Regions from separate parts of the Triticum aestivum genome. Here region 2 is linked to region 1. Evidence: chromatin contacts called from public Hi-C data. All regions are on one chromosome and are shown on one strand. Each heading gives the region's core, a stretch centred on a gene start, on an enhancer-like site or on the middle of the called end of the contact. The rest is flanking DNA. Distances are from core to core; before and after follow the strand shown. Region 1 holds the start of LOC123140281 (alpha,alpha-trehalose-phosphate synthase [UDP-forming] 1). Region 2 has its middle 210 kb from the start of LOC123140333.

Region 1 (7,471 bases), core at 2,213-4,712:
CGCGGGCTCCCGATTACCCGTAACGGTCGGACGCGATCGGGCTGTGGCCTCTTGTTATCGTCGGCTTTTCCCGTCGCCGTCCGTAGCCGGTAGTGTTCCACAGCTGCTGGATATTTTTACTCACTCCGTTCCATATTTCTTAACTGACCACGGCTGTTACCAGCTGCTATGGGTCCAATTACTTGTACACGTGGTCCACTACCCCCAGCCCCCCGGGTTTTAGGCATTGGACCATGGGGTGTATTCCCGGCAAGGCCGCAAAAATAAATAAATTATGGGGGTGTAAACAGTAAGACTGCGTTATCGTACCACCGGTGGATCATTATAATCATGTTTGCCAAATCTGTTTTTTCATGCTTATAAATTTTTGTTTGAAGTGTTGCTTTTGTACATATGCACTATTTATGGAATATAAAATAATGCCGAAAAAAGGAATACGGTGGTGTTTATATAGCTCAACTAACTGGGAATAACAATCATTTAGAACACCCCCCTCCCCCCCCCCCCCAAAAAAAAGCATAACAAATTTCACATACAATAATCACATGAATTTATTTAATAAACATGCAGTTCAAACTAAATAGGGATACATGTTCAGTCGTCGGATAACAACATGGCGTTGACCGCCTCCCCGTTGCACCGCGCGTCTCATGTGGGGCGACACGCCGCTCAACCCAGACCTTATCTCGTTGCGCCCTCCTTTCCTTCCCCGACTCTTTCTCCTCTTCCTAGTCTCTTTCTTTTTCCAGGAGTTGCGGACCACAGACGAGTTCAACCTACGTCGACACCGCCTCAACCTCGACTGCCGCTACAAGACCCGGATGCACGCCTTCTCACTGGAGTTCGCCTGCCTCTGCTGACCTCGTCCCCGCTGCCGCGCTGCCGTCTGGTGGCTGTCATCCAATTCCATGGCGAGACCCCCCCCCCCCCCCGTCCCCGTCCAGCAATCGTGGCGTCGTCGTCCCAAGTCCATGAGCGGGCAGGTGCTTAACACAGTTGTGCGAGGGAGACAAGGGTGGGTGGGTGTTTGTGTGTGTGGGGGGGTGGGGGGCAACAGAGTTTTGCAACAAGACCCCTACTGCAATTGCAACAAGGGTTGCAATGGCGATCGATCAGGTACTGGCGGAGATGTTTTTTGCAACAAGGATCATGTTGCAAAGGGGCTTTTTCAACAACATCCATATTGCAAAGGACTTGGCAAGTCATTCGAGGGCTTCGTGACAACATCTGTGTTGCAAAAGAGGCTTTTTGCAACAACATCCCCACCGCTCCTGTTTCAAGGAATTGTAACAAAGGTTGTGTTGCAAAGGGGTTTGCACAACATGCTCGTTGTTGCAAAGTAATGTGGCTATAGGATGAGATTAGATGGTTGCGAAACTCGTCATCCAATCGCTCATAAGGCGGCAGATCTTTTAAAAGCCGGCCGACACGTAGCAACCCTAAGCCAGAGTTGAAACAACCTTCTACACTAGTTCAAAAGTCTCATAAAATTTGTTGATTTACTTGGGCGATGGATGCTTTTGTTGTACGCAAATCGTATAGATACACGATGATCTCAACCAATGAGAAGATGCATGCGTAAGAAGATGGGAGCTGTAGTTCATCTGTGGCATGCGTCAAGGCATTGGCTAATTCCGGGTTCTTTATGCTTTTAGCTGGCTTGTGCACGTGACGGGCTTGTTCATATCTTTTGAGTGGTTTCTGCTATCAATAAACGACATGTATGATGTTGGGTTTTGTATTGTACCGGCTAGTTAGTCCCAGCTGGATCCCCCGTTCTTCTTATAGAAGCAGGGTTGTCTTGGCCTTTTTCTCTAAACATGCTAGGAATTCATTCATTTCACCCCACAACTATTCCTTGAGTCCAACTTTGGTCCAATAATTTGAATATGAATAACATAAACCCCAACTATTAAAACTATATAACTTTGTTCCCTTTCTCCCCGACGTTTCATTTTTCTCGAATACACATAGCATGCATATGATATATGTTGAGAGAGAGAGAGAGACAGAGAAAGGGTACAAGAGCCCTCCACCGAGGGTGTTACAACACACCCGTCCACTCCACACTAACACACAAATCTATGTCTCATTCGACACCCACATTTGAATCCACGAGAAGAGGATATCTAAACCCGGTGATCTCTACAATCCCGCCATCCTCCAAGCTCTACCCTCAACAAGAACCCTGCCTAGCAACCACTGCAAAGATGGCGATTCACCATAAAAAACAATGCCATTCCAGTGCTTCCACAACTCCCAAAAGGCCAGTGTGAGCAAAGCTCGCAAATCCTTGTCATGCATGCCTTGGACGCACTTGCCAGGATCCAAATAGGGAGGGTGCTTGTCTGCGTGGGGGTCTAGTCCGGCTTGTCCAAAGTTGTGCACAGCTGTAACCAGAAGGCTCTCGTGAAGACGCATTGCAACATGATATGACTTATGGTTTCATCCTCCTGGTTGCAACGTGGGCAAGTATCCTGATGCGGCAGTCCACGTCTAGCCAAACGATCGGAGGTCTAACAACGGTTCTTCATGGCGAGCCAAACAAAGAACCGACACTGCAGGGGGGGGGGGGTGTCTAGACTTCCACGTGAAATCAGCCATGGGGGCAAGTTGTCTTCCCATGAACAACGTTGCGTACGCCGATCGAGCAGTGTAAGCGCCACCCGGCTCCCAAGCCCACTTGATGACATCCGGAATCCCAACTTGTGTTTGTATGTTTCCATCGCGTTGCCATAATACCATGAACTCCATGAGGGTCGGTGCATCCATGTCCGGCCCCACGTCGTTGCCCACATCCATTCTCCAAGGCCTCATGCATACATAGTTGTGAGCGCACACGAGGGATACCATTCTCCCCGACGTTGAAGTACTTTGATGGATGACACAACGGTGACTTTGCACACGTGAAAGCACAGTAAAAAAATGTTTTCTGGAAGAATAGCAAATAAATGAATAAGGAAGAAACTTACTGCAAAACATGAAAACAAGAATATGAAGACAAACTATTGTACAGAGAACTTAAGAAATATGGAAAATATGGAATTTTAAAAATAGAAAAGGATTCCTAGGAATGTTCATGAACGAACACGAATTATGGTTGAGTACATTGCTTACTTTTTATTTTTTTGCATTATAAACTATAAACTATGATTTTAAAAACGGTATTTATGTTTTCATTTATAGGAGTCACATATTTCTCTAGCTTATATAGAACATTTTTATGGTATCCCTTAAAAAGGTACATTGTCATGTATTTCCTTTCTCTTCTACTAGTCTACTAGAGAATTCCATTACAAGAGCAAACTAAAAGCAGGGCCAGGAATACACGATGATTTACACTAAACACCTCTAGGCCCGAAGAGTTGCAGCCCTGAGGGGCAGGAGGGGCAATTTCACAAACATGCGCGGCTCGTTCCTTTTTTCTTTCTTTATAAATACGGTTCGTGTATTGGCCGAGGGGGAGGTGCCGCTAGCTGGATCCCAGCGATCCTATAAAAAGGTGCCAATCGCCCCCACCCCGACCTGCACACATCGCTCGTGCTCTCAAACAAGAGTGCGAGTTCGAGGCATGACGGCCCTGCTGCATGTTGCATGAGGTACCACCCCCCTTCCCCCCTCTCTCCCTCCCTAGTGTGTTCTGTTCTGCTAGTCTGTTGCAGTCCCCTCCCATCCCCCGGACTCATCTCCTCTCTTGTTATCACCAGCCGGCCGGAGTCGGATCCCATTGCAGCAACGAGCCCAGAGCAGCGCGAGGCGGCGACCGATCTGGGTGAGTTGTTCATCCGTACCACGTTCCTTTTTTTTTCTCTCGTTTCGCCTGTGCGGCGCCGCCGCCTCGTTTGGATGGATCCCGGCCGGCGGGCAGGGCGGTTCCCGCCGATCTCATCGGGGACTAGTAGATTAGATTGGCAGCAGTAGTTCCGATGCCGGGGGCATGGCGTGACCAGGGTGGCCGGTCCGTATGGGCCGTGAACGCCATCACGATCCGGCCTTCTCCGGGTCTTGTAATCGCATTCGATTTCTGTTGTAGAGATTTTTTTTTTGGCTAAGCTTATTTTCCTGTTGTTAGTAGTAGAGTTTTTTTTAAAAAGTTTTTTTTAGGGAAAAATAGAACGGGAACGTGATTACGGTTTTTGCGCTTGAAACTTTTTGTGAAAACAAAAAGGGGGAGGAATTTGGGGGGCGTGTGTGTATGACGAACGGTGGGCGTAATAAAAGAGGATTTTCTGCGGCCCGGCGCGCTTGACTAGGCCCGTGCTCCTGGCTGACGGCTATCCCACTGACGCAAGGGCCCCACCCCGCGCCGTTTTAACAGGGTCCGTGGCGAGCGAGCCGCTGCGCACACGAGTCACACAACGCAACACGGGAGCCAGCGCGAGAGGAAAAGCAGCGCAATTAAGGCCAGCCGCGCCTCCTCCTCGGGACGCGCGCGCTCTCGCGGGCGGGAGACAGAGCCGTCGCCGTTCGCCGTTCGTCGCTCGCCGCCGCCCGCCGCCGCCCGCCGCCCATGAGTGATGACGGGCCGTCTCGTTTCTCCGCCGTGTCGCGCCGCCGTCGCTCACCGCGTGCGCCCGCCTAATGCTGCAGGCCGAATCAGCCGGCGGGGGAGTCGTCGCGGCGGTCCATGAGCGCTGACGCCGCGGGCACCAACATCATCAGCAGAAGAAGAAGCAGGCTGGGCGACGAAGCCATGCCGACCCCGTCCTCCAACGCCCCCGACTCCTCGCCCTTCTCCAACGACGGCGGCGCCTCGCCGAGCGCCATCGACCGCATGCTCCGGGGCAGCGGCCGGCGCCACCACCTGCCCACGGCCGCGTCCCCCGACGCCATGGACACGGACGTCGTGGAGCCCGCCGCGGCCTCCCTCGCCGACTGCGGCGCCCAGTCGCGCCCCGAGGGCGGCCCGCACGCCAGCATGGACGACGCCGGCGGTGGCGGGTCGGGGGGCCACGCCCCGCGGCCGCCGCTCTCCGGTCCCCGCAGCGGGTTCCGCCGCCTCGGCCTCCGCGGCATGAAGCAGCGCCTCCTCGTCGTGGCCAACCGCCTCCCCGTCTCCGCTAATCGCCGCGGCGAGGATCAGTGGTCCCTGGAGATCAGCGCCGGTGGCCTCGTCAGCGCGCTCCTCGGTAATCCCTTCTCCTCAATGTCATGCGCCGGAGCGACGCATGCATCAGAATCCTGCACTAGTAGCTGCATGTACTGAATTTTTCTGAATTCGCAGGTGTGAAGGATGTCGACGCGAAGTGGATTGGCTGGGCCGGTGTGAACGTCCCCGACGAGGTCGGCCAGCAGGCTCTCACCAATGCACTCGCCGAGAAGGTTCGTTGCAATCCACAGAATCTAGAACATATTTGGTGTCAACTGAACCAATAGAACAGTGCTTTCTGTGTTTTTACCGCTCTAGTTCGTTCTAGTGACTGAAACCATATCTGTTTCTGCTGATCAAACAAAACAGAGATGCATACCAGTGTTCCTGGACGAGGAGATCGTGCACCAGTACTACAACGGCTACTGCAACAACATACTCTGGCCGCTCTTCCACTACCTGGGGCTGCCGCAGGAGGACAGGCTGGCAACCACGAGGAACTTCGAGTCGCAGTTCGACGCGTACAAGCGAGCCAACCAGATGTTTGCTGATGTCGTCTACGAGCACTACCAGGAAGGGGATGTCATCTGGTGCCATGACTACCACCTCATGTTCCTGCCCAGGTGCCTCAAGGAGCATGACATCAACATGAAGGTCGGGTGGTTCCTGCACACGCCGTTCCCTTCCTCGGAGATTTACCGCACCCTGCCATCACGCTCGGAGCTGCTTCGCTCCGTGCTCTGCGCTGATTTAGTCGGGTGAGCATGCATCTTGCTTTTTATAAGTAATGGTTTCTTTACAAGTTGTTCTTAGCTCTGACTGATTTTCTTCTTCAGATTTCATACATACGACTATGCAAGGCATTTCGTGAGCGCATGTACCAGGATACTCGGACTCGAGGGTACCCCTGAAGGTGTGGAGGACCAGGGAAAGTTAACACGGGTTGCAGCGGTACACATCAGAACTTTTATGTTAATTAGTTTGTTTATCCGACATGTTTGGGATCAGTGGCGGTGCTTCACTAGGGCCTCTCCTCGTTGTGAAATACCATTAGTTGTTAAGCTATTCATGATTTCACCTATTCCTACATCTCATTACGATGATTTATACAATATCCAATTTGTTATTTGGAAAATGGGTGATTCTTTTTACTCACGTGGCTGAAATCTTCAGTTTCCTATTGGGATAGACTCTGATCGTTTCAAAAGGGCGTTGGACATTGATGCAGCAAAAAGACATGTCAATGAATTGAAACAGCGATTTGCGGGACGGAAGGTGAGAAAACACTTGAAATTTCCAAACAGCTGATAGGATGCTGCTATTGTATTTTTGAAATTTCCAGATCTACCTGGCACATTTTAGCGGTTCTAACTCATAAATGCCACCTTGAAACCCACACTTCCATTTCTGTCCTGTTATTCTAATGTAGGACATTAGATCTTGACCTACAAACTTATAAACCATACTAATGATATCTTTTTGATTGACCTATCTTTCTTTTGTTGAAAATTCAATAATTTATCGACGTCTCTTGTAGTCTTACAGAGTATTTGTTCCTGGTTATTGTCATAGGTAATGCTTGGTGTTGATCGACTTGACATGATCAAAGGAATTCCCCAAAAGATTTTGGCCTTTGAAAAGTTTCTTGAGGAAAACCCTGAATGGATTGATAAAGTGGTTCTGCTTCAAATTGCTGTGCCAACTAGAACTGACGTCCCTGAGTGTAAGAACATTTCTGTATTTTGTTCTTGCCACTCAGCATATGTAGTGCATCATATGTTTGACATATGATTGTTCATACACATAGTTTTCAATTCGTCAGCTTGCTGTCTCTTTTTAAAATATCATTCCTCTTAAACAATATAGATTTGGTTGCAGTTCTTATAGCACTTCCTTGTTTCTTGAGCAGATCAGAAGCTTACAAGCCAAGTGCATGAAATTGTTGGGCGCATAAATGGACGATTTGGAACATTGTCTGCTGTTCCTATTCATCATCTGGTTAGCTTTTAAATAGCTCTTTGTGCTATCTTATGACCTAAATTCTTTGTGCTATCTTTTAAATAGCTCTTTGGCAAACTATTTCGTTTCATCTAAAATAATTTGCTCCTTGCAGGATCGATCTCTTGATTTCCATGCCTTGTGTGCTCTTTATGCAGTCACTGGTAATTCCTGGCAGCTCTCTTGATATTGAAAGTTGGACTTTATTAGCACTCTTTTGTTCAAAATATTAGTGCTTTTATCATGCTTGAGCTGTGCATTTCCTCTGTTTTGCTTAGATGTGGCTCTTGTAACATCACTGAGGGATGGCATGAATCTTGTAAGCTACGAATATGTTGCATGCCAGGGATCAAAAAAAGGAGTTTTGATATTGAGTGAGGTAAG
Region 2 (7,471 bases), core at 1,784-4,283, 230 kb before region 1:
ATATCTCACATGGGCCAAGCGTTTACAGTTATTGGGCCGGCCCATTCACACTCAGTTAAAACAAAATGGAGAAGGGAAAGGAGAGAAAGGCATTTCTTATTTGCGCTGCAGGTGCCCGTTACAGTGCAATTTGCAAAAGGGGACAGGGGCTCCCAACCCTTTCGTAGTAAGGGTTCGGTTCAAGCCACCAGGCTATCCACCCGCAAGTGTTAAAGTAGTTTATTTTTCTGTTTTTATTCTTCAGCTCGGTTTATTCTCTTTTCTTTTTTTCATCTTTTTTGTTTTCTTTATTGCACGTTTTTTCTAAAATTCGTAAACTTTTTTTTAAATGCGTGAACTTTTTTGAAAATAAATGAAAATTTTCGTGATTTTTTGAACTTTTTTTCAAATTCGATGAACATTTTTTTCAAATTCTATGAACATTTGTTTTGAAATTCTATGAACTTTTTTCAAATTCGATGAACTTTTTATGAATTCATGAACTTTTTACATTTTTGCGAACTTTTCCTTTCAATTCATGGCTTATACCAATGCCTTTCCAAATTGATGTTTCCTTTTTTCAAATAATTTATACAGGGTATTAAGTAATAGCATATATTTAATGTTTGTACTGTATGAAAGATTAAAGAGTTGTGCTTTCCTCCAATAATCAGTAGACTGAGGCTGGTGCAGTGGTTAACCCTTCTGTGCATTTACTTGGACGTGATGAGTTTGATTCCTGCTTCTCTCAAATTAACGTGAAATTTTCGGTGATCACCCCCGCTGCTAGCCATTACGCCTTGTCCAGTTCTTGATAATTAATCGAGGCGAGACATACTTGACACGGTTTTCAAAATGATTCTCCTTTTTTTCGTTCTTTCACGGGGTTTTCTTCGTTTTTCCTCTGGTTTCTCTCTTTTCATTCCTTTTTGTTGTTTTTCTTTAGTTTCTTTATTTCTTTCTCACGTTTTACCTGATTTTTTTCTTTTTTATTGTTTTATTCGGTTTTTTTGGTTTCTTTGTCGTTTTTCAATAGATTTCTTTGTTTTCTCTCAGGTTTCATTGTTTTTCTATACAAGTTTTTTGTATGTATCTAATACATTTTCTAAGACACATTTCACATTTTAAATGCTTGATTAACAACTTTTAAATATGAGATTAACATGTTTAATAATGGGAAATATTCTTTCCCTGTTTTTACTTTTTTTTATTTTTCTTCATTTTGTTTGGTTTTCTCTGAGTTTTTCTATTTTCTCTTTATTCTTAGGTTTTGTCATATCATCTCCATTTTATTTATTTTGTTTTTGTTTTTCATTGTTTTTAGCAGTCTTTTCATTCTGTTTGCATTCATTTCTGTGGTTTTATTTTTTTTCCACTGGTTTATTTGGTCTCTTTTCCTTTTTACTTTTTGGTTCTACGTTTCCTATTGGTTTTCATTCTATATTTTTGTATATGTGAACAATATTTTTCTAATACACGCTTAACAATTTTCAATACAAACTTAACATATTATAATGCATGTACAACATTTTTCTAAGAATAATTTTAACATTTTTCAAATGCTTGACTGACATTTTTTAAAACACAAGATTAAGATTTTTATTACATGGTCAACATCTTTCATATACACAGTTTTAAACCTTTTCAAATGCTTAATTAACATTTCCTAACACATGGTCCACACTTTTTATGCACATTATCATTTTTCAAATGCTTGGTTAACCTTTTTTAAATACAATATTTACATTTTTTGAATAGATGGTCAACATTTTTCAAAACACATTTACATTTTCAAATGCTTGATTAACATTTCTTTCAAATAACTGTTCATTTTTTTCAAATGTTTGATTAACATTTATATATACATGATCAAATTTTGAATGCATGCTCAACATCTTTTCTATACACATCTTACATTTTTCAAATGATTGAGTAACATATTTTTTTTCAAATACTTATTCAACATTTTTTCAAATGTTTGATTAACATTTTTTATATACATGAGCAACTTTTATATGAAAATTTTAATACATGGTCAACAAGTTTTCTATACACATCTAAATTTTTTCAAATGCTCTATGAACAATTTTTTATATAAACGATCAATTGTTTTAATCATATTTTAAATACCTAGCCAACATTTTTTTTCTGTACACATTTAACATTATCCCAGTGCTTGATTTAGATTTTTCAGACACTTATTCAACTTTTTCTCAAATGCTTGATTAACATTTTCTAATACACGATCAAATTGTTTCATACAGATTTTTTTGTATACACATTTTTTATGGGATACACTATTTCTTTAATCATATTTAACGCATTTTGGTCAACATTTTTCAAATATTTTTTATGTAGAATAGTTTTAAAAATATATTTACTTACAATATTGGAAGTATAAACAAAAGAAAAAAACACATGAAAAGGCAAGAAAAAATAGGTTGTTGTTCCCGGGAGCCTGGGCCGGCCCAACTCGAACCACCCTTCAGCGATGGTTCCTCTCGTGTCAGTGTCGGACCTAGAACCGCAGAATTGGCGGTTCCATAGTTCTAAATTTACACTAAACATCATTATAGTCTCAACAAAAAGTCTTAAAATAGCAACAACTCAATGAATATTTACTCTTAAGTATATAGAAAAATTTATTTTGTAATTTTGGAGGGGGTGACATGGCACCCAAGGCACCCCACTAGATGCGCCCTTGTCCTGTGTCGCTGAAGGCGAGATATAGGGGCGCCCTGTTTCAGTTCAGGAAAAAAAACGTCGCTTGCTTGAAGCTTCTGCACCAGATGAAGTCCACGTGCTTCCACGGAGATGGGTGATTTTTGTCCCTCTCGTGTTCCCGGCAGGGCATTCGACCGGCGATCTCGTCATATCCGGCACGTCCGTGTCCATGAGTCCATCTCTCCGATAAAAGCATGCCTTGATCGATCGTGGCATGGCCGGAGGAGCGAATGATCTCGATGTATCTGCCGCCACGCACATTCCCGACACGTGGCGGGGCGGGATACGCACGCGCCCTGCCACTTGCATGCACGCCCAGGGCCAGGGCCAGGGCCAGGCTACGCACCACCACACGCGCTAGCTAGCTGTAGTCCATGCACGACAGTCCACAGGTGTAGTAGTAGAAGTATTTCGAAATCTATATGTATACTCCTTCGTAGGATCTGCTAGTGTACGCACGTACTGCCTTATGTGTCATTCTCACAGAGACAAGTACCTTGTAGACAGCGAACCAACCTGTGGTTGGATGGTTAGAGGGACAGTGGTTCAGCCCATCAGGGTTCAAGTCTGGTGTTCGCATTATTTCTGAATTTATTTCAGGATTTTCGGCGATGCGCTTTCAGTGGGAGGAGACGTTCCCGTCGACGACGAGACGCCTACGGTGACTGCTCGGTCTTTCAGAGGTATGCGCATATGTATGAGCGCTTGTGTCTGTACTGATATTCAAAAAAAGTATCTTGTAGACAAGAAAATTGTACTGCTGCATGCTATGCTTGTTCGAATATTATCCTCCCGAAAGGATGAAAATGGGAGGGGTCACGCAAGGTAATTGGTACTGCTCCTGCAATACTATCTATCTAGCGCTGCACTGGAACACATCAACCTTTTCCTTTTGCAAGTTGGCCTGGCGATGGATCGATGCCACAAAAAGGGCCGCAGATTCAATGTAGTACTATGTGACGGTTCTATATATGTAAACGCACATAATGCAAGCCTTGCGTGTCATTCTCACAGGTCACAGCGACGGGTCCTCTGTAGAAAACTGTACTGCTGGTGAATGCAGGTTCGAATATTATCGGCTACAGGTAGCTAGCTCGTTTATCCTCATAAAAGGAAGAAAAGGGGAGGAACTACGCAAGGTACTTGGTACTGTCTAGCGCTGCAACACATCAAGCTTTTGCAAGTTTTTTTTTTTTTTTTTTTTTTTTTTTTGCAATTCTCAAGCTTTTGCAAGTTGCTCGGGACGACGGATCGATGCCAGGAAAAGGGGCCGCGGATTCGATCGTGATCTCACTCACCCCAGGCATAAAACCACAACAAGTTGCAACATGCATACGCATGGCAGTACTGCCACCTCCAAGTAGCACTAGCACTAGCAGTAGCGTACCACACTGACTGACACCGCGCGCGCGTGTGTCCGCGCCGAGATCTGGGCGAGATCGGATAAAAGGTGGCGGTGTCGCGCGCCCGGCCGGGGCGCGATTACCGATGAGGATTTGGTTCGGTTCCTCCGTGGATCGCAGGGGCACATGCATGCATGCCGCTGCCCAGTCTGCTTTCCGTTTCCAGCCGCGGCGCGTCGTGATGTCAGCCCCGGCCCCGCCCGCCCGGGAGAATAGTACGAGAAAATGATGGCATTGTGGAAGCTCTGTGCATGCAGATGCAGGGGCGGTCCCTTGGCAAATGCCGTGGAAGTTGTCACATACACTACTTAACGATCAGCACCGTGCATGATAGGCTAATAATCTAGTGGGTCTCGACCTGGCATGTATATGAGTACATACACAATATCCCATGAGATTGCTTTCATAAAAAAAAACAATCTCGTTTTCGAAACTTAGCAAGAAGAGTATCTTTTGAGTGCCGAACTACTGTTTCAAAGATAAGAAAGATCCATGTATATGTAAAGAATGGATGCGAGCAGCTAGCATGTCCATGTCAAATATGACAGGAAAAATCCCGTGATGATTTTTGTTTTCTTTCTCGGTAGCCAGAAGGTTGCATAACTCATAGTGTGTCCCGTAGCTCTCATGTGGTCATACGTACCTTTTTACCAAAATTGCATTGACAAGTTTATCACGAATTATTTTTCACCTATTTTTGTAACTTATTATAGGGCTCTCAATACTTGCTAATTGTTTCCGCCATATCAAAAGAGACAAAGCAAAAACCCTTAACCCTGTCGTCCTCGTAGTTTGAAGGAGATCGGTACCATCGTCCTCGGTGCGGTTTACCTCGAGTGCTTGCACGCAAAGAATCGGGAGATATTTCACACGAGATATGGAAAGGTAAAGTCCTTGCAACTATGTGTTTTCAGCGGTGGCTATGATATTGAGTGACTTCTTGTAAGCATCGAGTGAGGTACAAATGATCTGATCCACTGCGATGGACGATTCTCCACTATCATTGTGATGTCCCTTTTCTTTGGATTGCCATTTTTATGTTCCTTTCGTGGCTTTTTCTGTTGCCTTTTGTTGCAAGGAAATATCCGGAGTCTATGTTCCATTCTAACTATGCTAAACATTATTTTCAGAGAGACTCGGAAATATTTTGATACACTAAAGTTTAGAGAGCAAAAATCCATGCCTATACCATGCTGGCTGCATGCACACTTTATTTCTCAGATGTGTTTTCTTTGCTCCAGAAAGGTAATGAAAAATTTAAGCAAAACCATGAATTCACTTCATGCTATATCCAAATTTGAAGCAAATTTTCTTCTGATCATACCCATCCTGGGAGGGAATTGTGATAACTCTTATAAAGTTGTGGCTTAAGCATGGGGCAGGACCACCCTCTAGCTTTAGACATGGGATGGTTTTGTGGGAATAAAATCACAAACCCAAATACTTATCAGAGAAAATATCATGAGTGTACTACAATGTTATGCAAAATCGCACAAAGAAAAATGGGAGAAAAAGCCAAAGATGGGTGACATATATGAAAAAGAACAAGTGGTAGAAAATATATGTATATAAAATCCATAGGTTTCCACTTTTTGGTTTCTCCCAAACATCATGACATATAGAGTGAACTTTTGGATAACTTCTGTAATTCAGAGTGCATATCTATTTTCAGAATTTATAGTATACAAAAATATCGACAAGACAAGAGGTTTAGATACACCTTGAGCTTATAAAATTTCTCTTTAAGCTATTTTTAATCGGACATGGTCGCAATTTTGCGCCAAGATTTGTAAGTATACCATTTTGTCTATGATTTTTTTCAAACGGAAAAGACAAGACTTTATGAAATGAAAAGTATATGTTTATCTTCTTGTGGATGAGAAAGACCTCTTGCTAGCAGAATTTGGATGCAAGACTTGCTTCAGAGGGTTCAAATCTGGAAGTTTATATTTACACACATATTACATATAGATACCTTAATTAGAAATTTAGTGAGATTAGGGGGTTTATCGAGGTCTCTGTCAACTGTACTGTCATTAGAAGGTGAGCTCTTTTAGTTGTTTTCATGCTTGCTTTTTCGTTTTATAATCGTCAACTATAGAGTACATTACTTTGGAGTTCTTTTGTGAGCGGGGAGAGAATACTAGTTAGTTAATCCCTTGAAAAGGAAATAACGGCAACCACTTACATTCTTGGCAAGTTATTCTCCGCATATTTTGATGTGCTAAACTGCACTTAACTTTGGAATCTAAAACCTTTTCCGGTAGTGCCTTGTCCAGTTAATTATCTGTTACAAAATAAATAAGAACATACATTTAATTACACCCTCGGAGGTCAGTCTTCTTATCTTTCATTGTGACCTAACTTCTTTTGGACTCCTTTTCCCTAAAGAAGAACTTAAGTCCCCTAAAGAAGAACTTATTGGAATCATAAATATTTTCCGGTTGGGCATCATTCGGCATCTTCACCAAGTTGAATTCCAAATTGCCATTTCTCAATCGACATTGACTGTCATCTGATCTAGATTTTCTTATTCTTGTACCAGCACGAATCTAGAAGTTGTTGTCATAAGAATAACAAAAGCTAGGCAGCTGGTTATTGCAGGTAGTATTTATTCTGTTCCGCGGTAAGAGAAAGCAAAAGATGCATGACACGTTATGATCTATACTTTCAATTCCTCCCAGACCACAAATTAGCGGTATTTTAGATGTTAAAACAATCTTCAGGATGCAACTTTGACGACTAATTTATAATACTTCCTTCGTTTCATAATGTAGTGCGCCCATGCTTTTTGAGATTTAACTTTGATCATAAATTTAACCAACATGGGCGACTACGGCGGGAGCATGACAAATATCTTTGATTTGTATTCGAAAGAAGTTATGAAAGGTATAATTTTTCAGCAAAAATGATTTATGTATTATTTGTCTAATTTATGGTCAAAGTTGAATCTCGAAAAACATGGACGCACTACATAATGGAATGGAGGGAGTACAGTTTATGTACAAGACTTAAAAGATACTATAGTTATCATTTCCAAGATATATGTATGCATTTGTTTTCGCTCCGTCCACTTCTGCATCCATGTCGCTCGCAGCATCGCCGGCGGTACCGATCCAATCGGCTGTAACATCTTCGGGAACGACTGGTACAGGAAAGGGAGCGACATATGTGGCACCGTCGTAAGGCGGTGCAAAACCTCGACAACACAGGTATAACCTCGTTTCCAAATCTTTTTTATCTTTATCTACTACTACAATTGCTTCAAACGTAAAAAATGTTGGTGTTAGTCTAGGTAGCAACGAGAAGGAAATTTCTGTTTCCACTAATGCTCTGAGACATATTGAGTACGACCGATTAAAGGT

What was found. Hi-C and Micro-C count contacts between places; a contact is called where the count stands out from the background.
Region 2: a Hi-C map of leaf shows a contact between it and region 1, with 7 times the contacts expected there. The contact joins the enhancer-like site here to the promoter of LOC123140281 in region 1. A contact is called at or near these places in 4 of 5 Hi-C or Micro-C datasets (leaf and an unstated tissue) and 1 of 1 datasets of contacts at active chromatin or transcription factors (leaf).

Annotation. Positions count from the first base shown.
Region 1 is chr1B:589,136,781-589,144,251 of IWGSC CS RefSeq v2.1, reverse strand. It overlaps LOC123140281 (alpha,alpha-trehalose-phosphate synthase [UDP-forming] 1), which reads left to right and starts at 3,462. Exons shown (of 19, transcript XM_044559906.1): 1 at 3,462-3,599; 2 at 3,708-3,772; 3 at 4,591-5,129; 4 at 5,225-5,322; 5 at 5,459-5,847; 6 at 5,926-6,040; 7 at 6,263-6,364; 8 at 6,662-6,812; 9 at 6,999-7,087; 10 at 7,203-7,251; 11 at 7,366-7,466. The coding sequence starts at 3,588.
Region 2 is chr1B:589,370,268-589,377,738 of IWGSC CS RefSeq v2.1, reverse strand. No RefSeq gene overlaps it. Among protein-coding and RNA genes, the nearest start is that of LOC123140333, 210 kb to the left of the region's middle. Within about 2 kb of position 3,033, at least 2 of the 8 cell types and tissues checked have an H3K27ac peak or open chromatin away from gene starts, as enhancers often do. A contact at or near this core is called in leaf, where this site is marked.